2 separate regions of the Mus musculus genome follow, and region 1 is linked to region 2. A link is a contact called in public HiChIP or PLAC-seq data. All regions are on one chromosome and are shown on one strand. Each heading gives the region's core, a stretch centred on a gene start, on an enhancer-like site or on the middle of the called end of the contact. The rest is flanking DNA. Distances are from core to core; before and after follow the strand shown.

Region 1 (6,821 bases), core at 1,960-4,459, 270 kb after region 2:
GCAACTTGACTTTACCCACATGCCCACTGTCAAATGTGCCAAGTACCTTCTGGTCTTGGTGGAAACCTTCTCAGTGTCAGTGGAAGCATTCCCCAATAACAACAAAGGGACTCAGACAGTCTCTGGTCTTCTCCTCCAAGAGATCATTCCCAGATTTGGTATCCCAGTGAGACAAGGTCCTGAATTCACTTTCCAAATTTCTCAAACTCTATCTAATGCCCTAGACATACCCTGGTATTTTCTTATTCCCTACCACCCCATCTTCAGGAAAGGTAGAAAGAACTAACCACTCCCTAAAAACCACTCCTGTCTAACTGTCACAGGAACTTCACCTCGATTGGGTAAAACTCCTACCTCTGTCTCTCTTTAGGCTATGAGACTGGGTAAAACTCCTACCTCTGTCTCTCTTTAGGCTATGAGCTCTGTCCCCAAGCAACCTCTTTTCATCTCATCTTTCGAACTCATGTATGGACATCTGGTCCTAACTCCTGACCACTACAGTTTGATTCTCAGGATCTACATGGCAGAAGGAAAGAATCAAGTCCCATAGTTATCCTTGAACCTGCGCACACACACACACACACACAGACACAAACACACACACACTCATAATAACTAAATAAATAGAAGTAAAATAAATAAATAAATAATCTTTTAAAAAATATTATTGTTGAGAGTCTATTTTATCCCAGTCAGAATGGGCATTACCAAGAAAAACACAAGAAATTCTTGGATGTGAGGAAAGAGGAACCCTCCTTTATTGTTGATAGAAGAGTGAACAGGTGCAGCCACTATGGTAGTGTAGAGATTCCTCAAAAACCTAAAAACAGAATTACTATATGACTCATCTATATCACTCCTGAGCACAACCCAAGGGACTCTGTAATTCTACTCCAGTCTTATTTATACATTTATGTTTACTGTGGCTCTATTGACAATGCCAAGAAAACTGAACCAATGGAAAAATAGATAACAAAACGGCAATACATACATGCAATGGAATTTGTTCAGCTGCTTAAAAATGAAATAAAATTTTAATAAAAAAACATGGAATTGGAAAATATTATATTAAGTGAATTAACTCAGGTTCCAAAAGATAAACTACATATCTTCTCCTACATATGTTGATCATAGTTTCTAACATATGTATACATTTATATTTGAGTTAATGTGTGTAGAATCTAGGAAAGTAAAATGGGTAATGAATTTTGGAAAGAATTTTTTTGTACAACACATATGATACAAACATTGAGAGAATGTTGGAATTGGACTGAGTTAGAAGAGGGGTTCAGATAGATGGGAGAGAAACCGTCCTCATAGGCTTTTCCTGTGACTTTGCAAGACTTGCTAGCTAGGACACAGATGAGACCAGCAGCCTTGGGGGCGGTACGGGACACTGTCACCCAGCTTCCAGGAGCCATTCCTCCCAGATGTGAGGGGACAGAAGAGAAAGAGCGGTTTCTGTTTCCTACAGCATAGAGCCCTGAAGAACATCTACATCTGTGATGGGAGTGCCTGCAGGCTCATAATCTTGTCCAACCAAATACTGAACCACAGTTAATGATGATTTTATACCATGTTGAAAATCTGAGAAATATCATTCAGACACCAAAATATTGACATTTCTGACTGCTACTTACTTTCTCTTTGACTATAAAAAAACAGGATAGTTAGAATTATCTCACAAAATTCTGGGCATATGCTTTCTATAATCTTGTATTGGGTAGATTAGATCCTGGACAGAAAAGGGTTTTGAAAACCTATTCTAACAAAATGAGACCATTAGAGTTGAAAAAGTAACTAATTTAGTCATTTTTAAAAATGCCATCAGAAAAAGTTCTTCAGACACTGGGCTGATTACGTCTGTTCTACTCTGAGCTGTCTTTGCCACATTATTTTTAACCCCTGTTTTATCTCTACAGAATGAACATAAGCATCAGCGTCTAGCCTTGTTTTTATGTTTGTGAGCATTTTGCCTGCATGTATCTCTGTGCACCTTGTGTGTACCTGGTGTCCACGGAGGCCAGAGGAGTTTCCAGAGATAAAAATTTTAAAACATATTATTATATTTGTAGGTGAAAACTTCTTTGAATTACAAAATAAGACTAGAAAAAAATCCAACCCATAATTGCAAACATAAAGATGCACTGGGCATTAAATCTGCTCTTAGGTTTATTTTAGTGGAGTACCAATAAATCCTAATGTATGACATGAGGAAATACTTGAGAGCCCAGTGCAGGTTGCCTCTTCTCCCACACCTTCAGGAAGCACCACAGCCCTGCTTTCCAACTCTCAACACCACCTGTTGGTGAACCACAAGGAAAAATGATGGTCTCTTCACTGTTGCCAGGAAGATTCGATTCAACAGAGTGTCAAACACTACCAGTGTCCAAATCTTCACACCTAGCTTATCACAGACAGTTACACTAGACATAAGTAGTGGATTCTGGGTAACAGTGCTTTTTAAAAGTTCCTCAGAGTGACTCTGGAATATTGCCAGAGGTAAAAAGTATTTAAAGGACTAGCATATTCTATGATCTCTTTTAAAACCTTATGGTCTCTTTTAAAAAATTCTCCTGCATGGTGATATAGGAGAATTGAGAGTTTGAGGCCACCCTAAGCTGCATAAGCACTAACAAATAAGCAGATAATAAAATGAATAAAAGTGTTAGATGTTTGGCAAGACGGCATATATCATTAGTTCTAGCTACTTGGCTGGAGTAATCTTCCTTGGGCCAAGTAATTCAAAGTCAGCATGGGTGACCTAAGAGACTTTACCTCAAAAATATAAATAAGCAAAAAATCAACACCTCAGCTTTCTATTTCAAGGGACACTTTTCCTGTGGATTCTTATGGCAAAGAGGAAATTCAAAGTAGCAGGATCCATCTTTTTTTCCCTTTGAGCTACAAAGCGCATACATGCAAAGACAGCACACACAAAGTAAAGACCAACATGCTTAAAGGAGGAATCCCAATCCTATGGCCTGTCCTCAACCAAAAGATCTTGATGGCTTTATTTGGTTTAAGGAGAATGTCCAAATTGCTTCTGGCAGTGTGTTTGGTGCCTCTGGGTACAAGGAACAGTCCTCTCACAAGCAAGAGTAAAGAGCCCCAGGGCAGCAGTGAGTGCTCAGCTGCCTGCAGCTCTCAGAGCTCATGTGGGAAACTGGCTCAGTGTAGCCATGAAGTCCAGGCCACTAACCTTTATGCCAGTGAAGTGAGCAGTTTCTCTAAATACAATGGAACCTCTGTCACTTTGAAGATAAGCTCTCACAAGCTGCTTAAAACAATCATTCTGTACTTTCTTTCCTGTTTCTAGATTTATTTTAAGTATTAGTATAAAATGTCACAGTAGCTGATAGTGGCCAGATCAGTTTGTATAAAGCTCAAATGCCTGCTTGTAGCATATTACAGCTATATTTGACACAGGAAAGCACTTAATCATGCTTGCTATCAGCACACCACACCCACCTTTGTGAGGACCCTTAGAGGCTTCGAGATTTATCACTGTTAAATTGTGCTAGATGGACAGCCCTAATGGACAATGCAGACTACTTCTGAGAAGTTTGGGCTAAAAGAGTTCCATCTACAACCCAAATGTTAAGAACAAGTTCAGAAAATCCAAGCATCTCCCAGGAACAGTTTCAATGGATCCTCTGTCCCCCTTCATCTGAAGGTCTTAGACTCTAATAAGAGTATGTCTGACAACATGGCCAAAAAACTAAATAAAAATATAATAGATTTGTGTGCATGTTCATGTGCGTGTTTGTCTGTCTCTGTGTGTGTGTGTGTGTGTCTGTGTGTGTGTGTGTGTGTGTGTGTGTGTGTGTGTGTGTTGTGTGACATATACATGAGTATCCACAGAAACCAGAAGAGGGTCTTGAATACGTGGAGTGGGAAGGAGCGGAGGTTGAGAGTTTCCTGCGGTAGGAACTGGGAACTGAAGTTGGGTTCTCTCTAGGTCCTCAACTTCAAGTTCTTTTACAGCCGAGCCATCTCAACAGTGCCCCCAAAACAGACTCTCCTGAAATCTGCTTAGTTCCATTGCCCTTCTACAGTGATGTTGCTGCTGCTGACATAGATGGACATGTAGTATTGCTATGGCATTTTTACACTTAACCAACTTCTTTATCCAATACTTGTTTCCCCTGGACCATAAGGTGCCCCTACCCAGAACACAGGGCCATGCCATCTACTTTATGCCGTGAATATCTGGAGCCCATTGAGTAAATGAGTTGAGAGGAGACAACTACCCCTATGTAGAAGTTGATCCCTACTTCCTTCTTCTTAAATGTGATGCCTATTGGCCATGAAACCTGTTGGGTTTCTTTGGTTTTTAGCTTCAAGCCAATATACCTGAATTTGAGTCTTGGTTCTAGCCTTCCAGAGGGTGCCCATGCCTCTCTATACTTCTGCTTCCACTTTCAAGAGCTGCTGTGTGTCTCAGAGGGTGGCTTTAGAAGGGATATAGGACATTATCACTTTGCCATTTAAAGTTAGTATATTAGCATGCTAATGGAAAACTACACTCTGAAGCCAGACAGGCTGGTCACAGCTCAACTCTTTCAGGGAACTTACAACACCTTCTAAGATCCAGATTGCTTCTATAAAATAGTAATAACAGAATGCTATAGAGGTTTTCCCTTTTATCGTGGCATTGCCAAACTTTTTGGATGTTATCCTGATTCTTACTTTTAAGTACTTAATTAGCAAACATGGTATATATTCAAGTTGTACATGTATTAATTTGTATAGAGGCATTGCATAATGACTGACATGAATGAATAAGGCATCTGCGGCCGGGTGGGCCCTGTACATCATGGGGTCTCCTCCCAGCCTGTGGTGTAACTGGAAGAAGTGAAACCTTTGAGAAGCCACTGGGTTTGTATCCTTGAAAAGTCACAAGAATGTGAACTGTCACCACCCACTTCTGATTCCTAGCTGCCATGAAATAAACAGCTGTGCTAGACTACATATTCCCCAATATGATGTTCTACCTGCCACAGACCCAAAGCAACTAGATCCCAGACAACGTGCCATTTGACCTTGCTGTCAAAGTAGTATATTAATGTGACCACTATGATACTATCACACCCCCAAAAATTAATGGTTCCTTAACATCATCTCAATTTTAATTTATAGCTGAGCTTTCTAGTTGTTAGAGTTCATAGTCGCTCATAGTCTGTTCAGAGTTGGCTTCATTATAACATGGTGATAATAAAATCTGCAATGTGTGATGTGGTTGGCCACCATCTCTAGGTCACCTGTGTGCTCCACCCAGTCCCTCTGACTTGCTTTTTCTGCATTAAAACTCACAGCAGTGTTTTTCTGAATCAGTTGTTTTTTGTTGTTGAATGTTCCACATTTTGGGTTGAGGTAATTGTTCCACTCTAGCTTTTTTCTTTTTCCAAATCTTAACATGTAAATTCTACTGTGAGGATTAAAATGCATAGCAGTGTATTTGCTGAGACTGCCATTGCCAAGACTAGATGACCATGTGTATTCTCTCACAGTTCTTGAAGCTAGAATTTCAAGATCAAAGTCTCCAGTGCCTATAAGGGAAAGAGAGTTTTCAGGGCTCTCTCCTTGGCTTGGACATGCCTAACTTCTCCTAGTTTCACAGCATCTTCTTGTCATGTATATCTTTCTCTATATATAACTGCCCTCTGTTCTAAGGACACCAATCATATTGAATTATAATTCACTTTACATGATGATGATATTTCCAAATAAGGTCAATAGTAAGGACAAGAAATTCAAAATATAAATTTAGAGTTGAGGCTATAACCCCTCAGCTGCACACTGTCTGCATATGGTATATATTTCAATACTAGTTATTAATCATTTGACCATTAACATAATGTTATAAAATAACTAAATGAATATATCACACACTATAAAATATCTGTCACATAATACATTTTCTATAAATATTTGCTCTAATGTGCTTGATCTTGGAAAAAGGCTCAAGATGTGACTCAGCGATAGTTAATATAATGTTTTTATAACAGTTTATTTTTATGGTAGAATGTTATTTGGCAACTTTTAGATAGGTAATTTGAATTCATGAGGCTCAGTAAAAAGGGACACAGAAATTACCAAATTTCACAGATAGAGGAGCCAACATATGTTTGAAGATAGGCCTGAAAAGCACAGTGAGCCTTACTCAGAACCGTCAGAGCCCCGGAGCAGGGGTGGTTCAATCCTATCTTTTCTTGGTCACCAACTGCGTGTTTCTAGCCTGAGGAGTCCCTTCCTCTGAAAGGATCAACACCAGAACTCCAAGCTTCTTTTCATATCTAAGACTCGAGCTTTTACAAGGAAAACAACAATGAGACACATTGAAAATGAAAACAAATGATTCCACTCTATTATTACTATGTCCAAAATTAACATTAAAAAATCTTTCAGAGGCTCAGTGAGATGGCTTAGTGGGTAACATCCCAGGTCTCACAGCACTTTGGGCTGTAAAGTGTTGTGTCCTCTCCATGCACGAGCCAAGGATGGCACTCTGCTTCCATCACTACCCATCTTGGTTTTCCCAGCAGGCCACGGGGCATTATGCTAAGCCACCAGACTGGTAGGTACCCTGGAGTGGAAAGACTGAGCAGAGGATCATGAAAGAGAGAAAAGACAAAGACTGCTGGATGTGGAGATGGAATCAGTCAGGGTGTGCCAATGAAAGCTCTCCTGAAGATATCTGCCTATCCTGTGCAGAGGAGACAGCCACCTGGGAACCATTGACACAAGAGCTCCCTGTGCACTTCCAGCTGTGAAGACCTGTGAGACAACAGAAGTTTGCTATCTCACACTTGATAGAA
Region 2 (6,820 bases), core at 1,910-4,409:
AGGGGTAGTCTAGCAAGGCAGACGACTTCTGTACTGGCTAGTTTTGTGTCAATTTGACACAGCTGGAGTTATCACAGAGAAAGGAGCTTCAGTTGAGGAAATGCCTCCATCAGATCCAGCTGTAAGGCATTTCCTCATTTAGTGATCAAGGGGGAAAGGCCCCTTATGGGTGGGACTATCTCTGGGCTGGCAGTCTCGGTTCTATAAGAGAGCAGGCTGAGCAAGCCAGGGGAAGCAAGCCAGTAAAGAACATCCCTCTATAGCCTCTGCATCAGCTCCTGCTTCCTGACCTGCTTGAGTTCCAGTCCTGACTTCGTTCAGTGATGAACAGCAATGTGGAAAACATAAGCTGAATAAACCCTTTCCTCCCCAACTTGCTTCTTGGTCATGATGTTGGTGCAGGAATAGAAACCCTGACTAAGACAACTTCAAACAGTCAACCATAACAGAATACAAACCTGGCCTAACCCCAACTTCACAAAGAAGGAATTCAAGCTCTTCCATGTGAAGACTGTAACCCTTCCATAGGGTCAAAATGGCCAAGTGAGAAGATATAGCTGTCCTCTCCAGCATGACTAGGCTTCACTCAGTGCCAGTGGAGTCAGCATGGGAAGGTTGTCATCCTGACTCCTTGGAAGTTATGATGGGGCTAGTGTCAGAAGAAGTCTCGCAGACAGTTAAGACTTTAACAGTTGCCCAGAAAGAATAAGGCCATCTTCATCATCACTGGGATATCACGGAGACCATAGTGAATGCCAGACACCAACCTTCACCAAGTATCAGGGAAAGCCAACTGTGGAGCTGGCCTTACACACATGCACGCGCGCGCACACACACACACACACAAGCACCCTTTTTTATCAAAGCCACATCAAAAATAAAGCAAACTGAAACAGAAACCTAAATAAACCTTGTGAAAATGTGTAAATTTGAAATGCTGCTGAAAGATCCATGCTGTCAGCCTTCACATGCTCCCACGGCACATACTGTAAAGGATGGGATGAACCTGTAAAATGGGTTATTAAATATTGCTGAGCATCGACCCAGGAGTGGTATAGCTGAGTCCTCAGGTAGTTCACAACTGCCTGTCTCTGCAGCTCCTCCTCCAGCGTACCTCATACCTTCTTCCAGCTTCTAAGAGCTCTGCATACATATGATGCACATATAGGCATGCAGGCAAAATATAAAAATATAACTGTCTTAGACAGGGTTTCTATTCCTGCACAAACATCATGACCAAGAAGCTGTCACGGAGGAAAGGGTTTATTCAGCTTACACTTCCATACTGCTGTTCATCACCAAGTGAAGCCAAGACTGGAACTCAAGCAGGTCAGAAAGCAGGAGCTGATGCAGAGGCCATGGAGGGATGTTCCTTACTAGCTTGCCTCTCTGGCTTGCTCAGCCTGCTCTCTTATAGAATCCAAGACAGCCAGCCCAGAGATGGTCCCACCCACAAGAGGCCCTTCCCCCTTGATCACTAATTGAGAAAATGCCTTACAGTTGTATCTCATGGAGGCATTTCCTCAACTGAAGCTCCTTTCTCTGTGGTAACTCCAGCTGTGTCAAGTTGACACAAAACTAGCCAGTACAATAACTATAATGAAAAATTCTTAAGAAAGTAAAAGCAACAAAGAATTCAAGAGTGTGCAGCATGGTGAAGTCTGAGACATCAGGTAGAGTTTCATTGGCTCCAGGGCATTGGCTTCCCTGGGGTCACCAGGACACTATGCAAAGTGGCCAGATGTTGGCCATCTGGCTGCTGGGCCAGGAGAAGAAAACCCAGCCTTCTAGGTGATGGTACTTCAGCACAGAGGCTGTGGGCTACACCCAGTCCAGATATGGGACACCAACAACATTTCCCACTGCAACAAAGTAGAACTAGCCTTATGGCTCATCAGCCATGTCATATTTAGTCAGTAAGTGAGCTCTGCATAGCAGCACCAGGCAGAACTAATAGAACAAAGAAGGCTGGTAAGAGAAAGTAACATGTGCTTCTTCTTCCTTCCTGGGCCCCTCCAACACTCAACACCTTACCCACAACCATGGTGGGGGGGGGGTGATATCTGCTATCAGGGAACCATGTCTGTCCATCCTCAGTAAATAGGAAACAGAATCCCCACATAAGCCTCAAAGGAGTAAACAGAAGGGATAAAACTTAAAATAGGATTGAGACTTCTCTCTAAGCTGATTCTTGAAATTCTTCGTTTTCAAAATAGTTGTGTTCTTAACATGTAAACATAACTAGAAAGTAATAAAATCTCCCCAAGATCTCTAGCCTGGGAGGTTTAAGAAAGTGTAGCTAAAGCCTACTTGGAGTAAAATAATAACCTTTCACTTCTATTACTTATTCAGTAAATCAGTTCCTGTTGCTTAGTTGGGGACAGAGCCTGCTGAGTGAGACGGTGCCACACCCTGCCGTGCCTTCCCAGTCCAGCAGCTCTGACCTATGGAAATATCAAGTCCAAGGAACACAGATACACAGACCTCCTAATACCACTGCCCAAACACTAAGAAAACCATGTTCATCCATACAGCAGCTCTGCCTACAGTTACTGTCTGCTTTCTAAAGACAGATGTTCTAAGTAGCTGAGAGCTTGACCCAAGCCAGCCAGCCAAGTAACCGCTCTACAATGTGAACCCAGAACCATGTGCCTCCAGAGCCCATGACCAGCCCAAAGATGCTACTTGCCTAATTTTCCCAAGGGAGGCACGTGGTAGCTCTCCCTGAGGCATCCAAAGAGTCTCTCTATTTTCAGTGTTCCTTTGCCTGTTTTCATAGATGACATTTCCAAACCTTTCCCAGAAGGTTTCCTCCCACAGCTCGTAGTCACACTAATCTTTCTGTTTTCAAAACTGTAATATTCTAGGACCCTGATGGGAGTGGGAGGTGGGGGGAACACAAATGAAACACTTCTCCTTCCTGGAGCCCCAGTTGCCAAAACACAGCTTCCAGTCTCAGGGAGAAATAGGAGTGGATCAGCTAGAAAGGACGCTGACCCCACGGGTCAGCCAGAGGAGGGGGCCCTGTGATCCGAAGGAAGTGGACACAGGGAGTGCCCGGAAGAGATTGTTCATGCTTTCAAGCTGGGCCAACCCTTGTGAGTAACAGAGGGCGTGTAGGCCTGGCTATAAATACCTGCATCTTAGGCCCCCACCCCTGGCAGAGCTCTGGAGTTCATCAGCCTTAGATCCACAGTTCCATAGCCGCCCCCACGCTGCAGCAAGAGAGGAAGGTGCCTTCTCTTTTCCCACTCCTAGAGTGATGGCCTCTGAACCTGGGTCCCACTTAGGAAGAGGTAGTCTTCTGAGCCAAGAGACCCTGCTGCTTCCATCATTCCAAGTCTTGCGACTCAGGGGATTGGAGTCTGTGTGTGTGCTCAGTGTGGGTCCCTCAGATCTTTGGCAGGGTGGCACTGTCTCTCTCGGAGTAGAGGGTACATCTTGCTAGGCCTCGAGGAGACTTCAGCATGCATGCTTCCTTGTTCAGCTCCTTCTCAAACCTCAGGAAAATTCTGAGAAAGCTAGCCATCTTCAGGTCTTTCAGTAAACCACAGGTCAGATAGTGAGCCTTTGGACACTGGGTGTTGCCCGAGTACTTATGTAAAATAAAGTTTTTAGGTATGGGGGCAGGGCAAAGTCTGAGCGGGAGTCTTTAACATGCTAAATAGAATATTAAGGTCAGTAACTGGAACTTTGTCTCAAGGTATCCTTAGTGAGTTAACTATGCGCGAAGATTTTATGTTTCTAAAACCTTGTTCCTAGTCTTCAGGTACAATTAGCAGGAAATCCCCTGAAACAACACATTGCTACTAGGACTCATCTGCAAGTCCGCCATCCACAGCTTGGTTGATAAGAGACTCTTCTGGATTAGCCTGGAGACTCTCCTGAATTCTAGCTCTTTTATTCTAACCTAAAATGAATCCAGGCCCAGATGTCCACAGTGATGTGTGATGTTTCCCTTGATCCTAAGAAATACTGCCTTTTCCCACTTTAAACACTCTGAGTAGATTTTCTTCTCATAGTACTTGTGTGTGTGTGTGCACTACATGTGTGCATGCCTTGTGCCCATGGTGGCCAGAAGAAAACATCAGATCCCCTGGAAGTGAAATTATGAACAGCATTTGAGTGCTGGAACCAAGTCAACCCAGGTCCTCTTCATGAACAAGTATTCTTAGCCATTGAGCAATCTCTCCAGACCCTTTTTCTTACTTATTTACTTTTATTTAATAAATCATCAGCTACAATTCTGACTGCCCATATACTCTTGGGTATGGGGATACTGGAACATCAGTGTAGACCTATCTGTAGCCCGCTGTTAAAGAAAACTCACTATCCTTCCCCGAGAAGCCATAAAGTGTCTATAATATGAATCCCTCTCACACCTTGCTGAAATGTTGACTGGTCGTCTTATGCACACAACCACTAGTTGTGTTCACTAGTGCAGTAGTCCTGTAATACACAAAGTTTTGCTCTGGTCTTCTCTGACCTTTGTCTCTTAAATCTTTGCTCCTTCTCTTGCAGATAATCCTTGAGCCTCGGAAAGGGTTGTGATATAAATTTCCCATTTGTGGCAGAACACTCCTTAGTCATTTATTCTCTGCTCTTTGACCAGTTGTGAGTGTCTACATTATCTACTGTCCCTCTCCAGACCACCTCCCTCTCCCACCAAAAAAAAAAAAAAAATCTCTGATGAGGTCTGAGAACTACATCCATCCATGGGTACAACATATGAGTTTAGAGGATAGCTTAATGCTACGTCCTTTTAACAAAATAACAGTAGTAGGTTAACTGTTGTGATCTGTGAGCTCTCCAAGCATAGGTTCTTGGCCATATTTACAGCACCAGACATATATTTGCTCCTGTGGTGCAATCCTTAAGCTCAATCACAACACCTCCCCATAACAGTTGTAGCACTATCACGCCTACACCCTTATCTTGCGACATTGGTCATTATTGCAGTTCCCAGGTTTCATAGCTAGATAAGACTGTTGGGGGCTCCTCTGCAGTACAACATTCTGCATAGCATCTTTGGTACTATGATAGCCAGCAGGGAGAGTTAGCCAGCCTCCTGGTGAGTTCCAACTTGCTTTCCATATGTCCTGTGACCAAACTGTGTGGTGTCTTCAGCAATACGATTTTATCAAGTTCTTGTTTGCAACCAGGAGCTTTTCTTTGTTTGTTTGTTTATTTGTGGGGATAATACTCCTAGCCAACAATTCAAGGAAGGTATCCCACAATTGCTACAGAGCTTCTGGGATGAGTACCATCTCCCGTGTAGGGTAATTGTAATCAAACTCTTACATGAATATATACTTAGGAAGTTTTTAAAATTGTAGATTCCTATTTAGTTTTTCAAACCTCCAGAAGCATTAAAAAAAACCTTTCATTAATTCCACTGTGCAGCCTCATTTGAGAATCACTTGCTCATAGAAGGTAGTGAAAGTCTATATCTGATTCTACTAAATTGTGTTACAGGCAGGACCTGCCTCTAATCTAGTGAGAGAGACAAGCAAACAAGAAAGAGATTCTTAGGATGTTAAACAATGATGCAGTTGATGGTGAGGTCAGAGCAAACATTCCATGGGGTGGGGAATGAGCGTTCACCCTTAACCGTAATACTTCATAGTCTCTTTCCAGTTCAGTAAGATTTTACAGAAAGGCTCAGTGTGGAGGCAGTGCCTGCCTAAAATCCTGGCACTCAAAGACATGTTAGAGGTATCAACCTGGACTGCATGGTAACTACAGTCCTAAGCTGTGCAGTGAGACCTGGCGGTTGGGGTAGGCAATGGCAAGAGTGAAAGAAAGAGAGGGGCTGACTTTGGAGAAAAGAAAGATGACCACAAAAGAGTACAACAAACTGCCCAAAGATAGAGCCAGAAAGACATGACCAATAACTAAGAAATCACCCAACACTGTCTAGTTGAAAGGCTTTTCTGAAGTGACTCTTCAGTGTATGCTCCCAGACTTGACTTGTCCTAGGTCAAGAGCAGTTCCTAAGAAGTCAGTGTCAGTCATAGATCTCAGGGCTTACACCCCTCTAGCTATTGGTCTAGGAACTTGTTGGAAGAGTGTGATTTACTCAGTCAGGATGGACACTTCATCAAGCTCTCTGAATTCCTTTTCCTATTTGAAACACATTGGTCTATACCAGAATCCAAAACAGAGTTTCTAACAGTTTCCAGAGAGTGCAAATGCTGATTGCTGGACTGTGGTATCTCATGCAGGCAGTCCCAGAACAATGAGTAATCGAATATCCCCAGCCTGCTTATCTCCTGGTCCTGTGTTATCTACCTTTTTCTTTCAAAGAAGAAACCAATTCAAGGGGTTTTGTTGGGTAGTGCTAGCAGTTTCTGCTTCATTTTATTTTATTGAGGTAGAGTCTTACTGGTAGCCCAGACTGACCTGGAACCTGGAAATTCTTCTCTCAAATGCCCCTAGTGCTAAGATTACTGACCTGTGCATCCCACCTGGAGGGGAGGGGGGATAGTGCACAATAAATGAATTAGCTAAAGTTGCTCATGGAGCTGAGTACTCAGAATTGGGACTTACCTCCCAGGACCCTTCATTCAGAGGTTCAGATACTGTCACCTAGGACCTAGATTCTCTCAGTCTCTGTCCTCTCTCCCATTTACACTTTCTAACGTCTAATTCCCAGGTGCTCTACCATTCTCCACTGGGAAACAACATGGCTTCAACAGTACAGCCTATACCACAGTTGTGCCCAGGGATCTTCCAGTCATACTCCCTCTTTGGACCTGAATTCGGTCACATCTCATCCCTCAACTTGATAACAACTCAGTGTGCAGGTCTCATTGAGAAA

What was found. HiChIP or PLAC-seq counts read pairs in DNA pulled down with a chosen protein or histone mark.
Region 1: an H3K27ac HiChIP or PLAC-seq map of extraembryonic endoderm stem cells shows a contact between it and region 2. The contact joins two enhancer-like sites. A contact is called at or near these places in 1 of 484 Hi-C or Micro-C datasets (embryonic stem cells) and 2 of 115 datasets of contacts at active chromatin or transcription factors (embryonic stem cells and extraembryonic endoderm stem cells).

The regions. Positions count from the first base shown.
Region 1 is chr1:4,736,307-4,743,127 of GRCm38.p6, forward strand. No RefSeq gene overlaps it. Among named protein-coding and RNA genes, the nearest start is that of Mrpl15, 46 kb to the right of the region's middle. Within about 2 kb of position 3,210, at least 4 of the 459 cell types and tissues checked have an H3K27ac peak or open chromatin away from gene starts, as enhancers often do. A contact at or near this core is called in extraembryonic endoderm stem cells, where this site is marked.
Region 2 is chr1:4,468,417-4,475,236 of GRCm38.p6, forward strand. No RefSeq gene overlaps it. Among named protein-coding and RNA genes, the nearest start is that of Sox17, 26 kb to the right of the region's middle. Within about 2 kb of position 3,160, at least 9 of the 459 cell types and tissues checked have an H3K27ac peak or open chromatin away from gene starts, as enhancers often do. A contact at or near this core is called in extraembryonic endoderm stem cells, where this site is marked.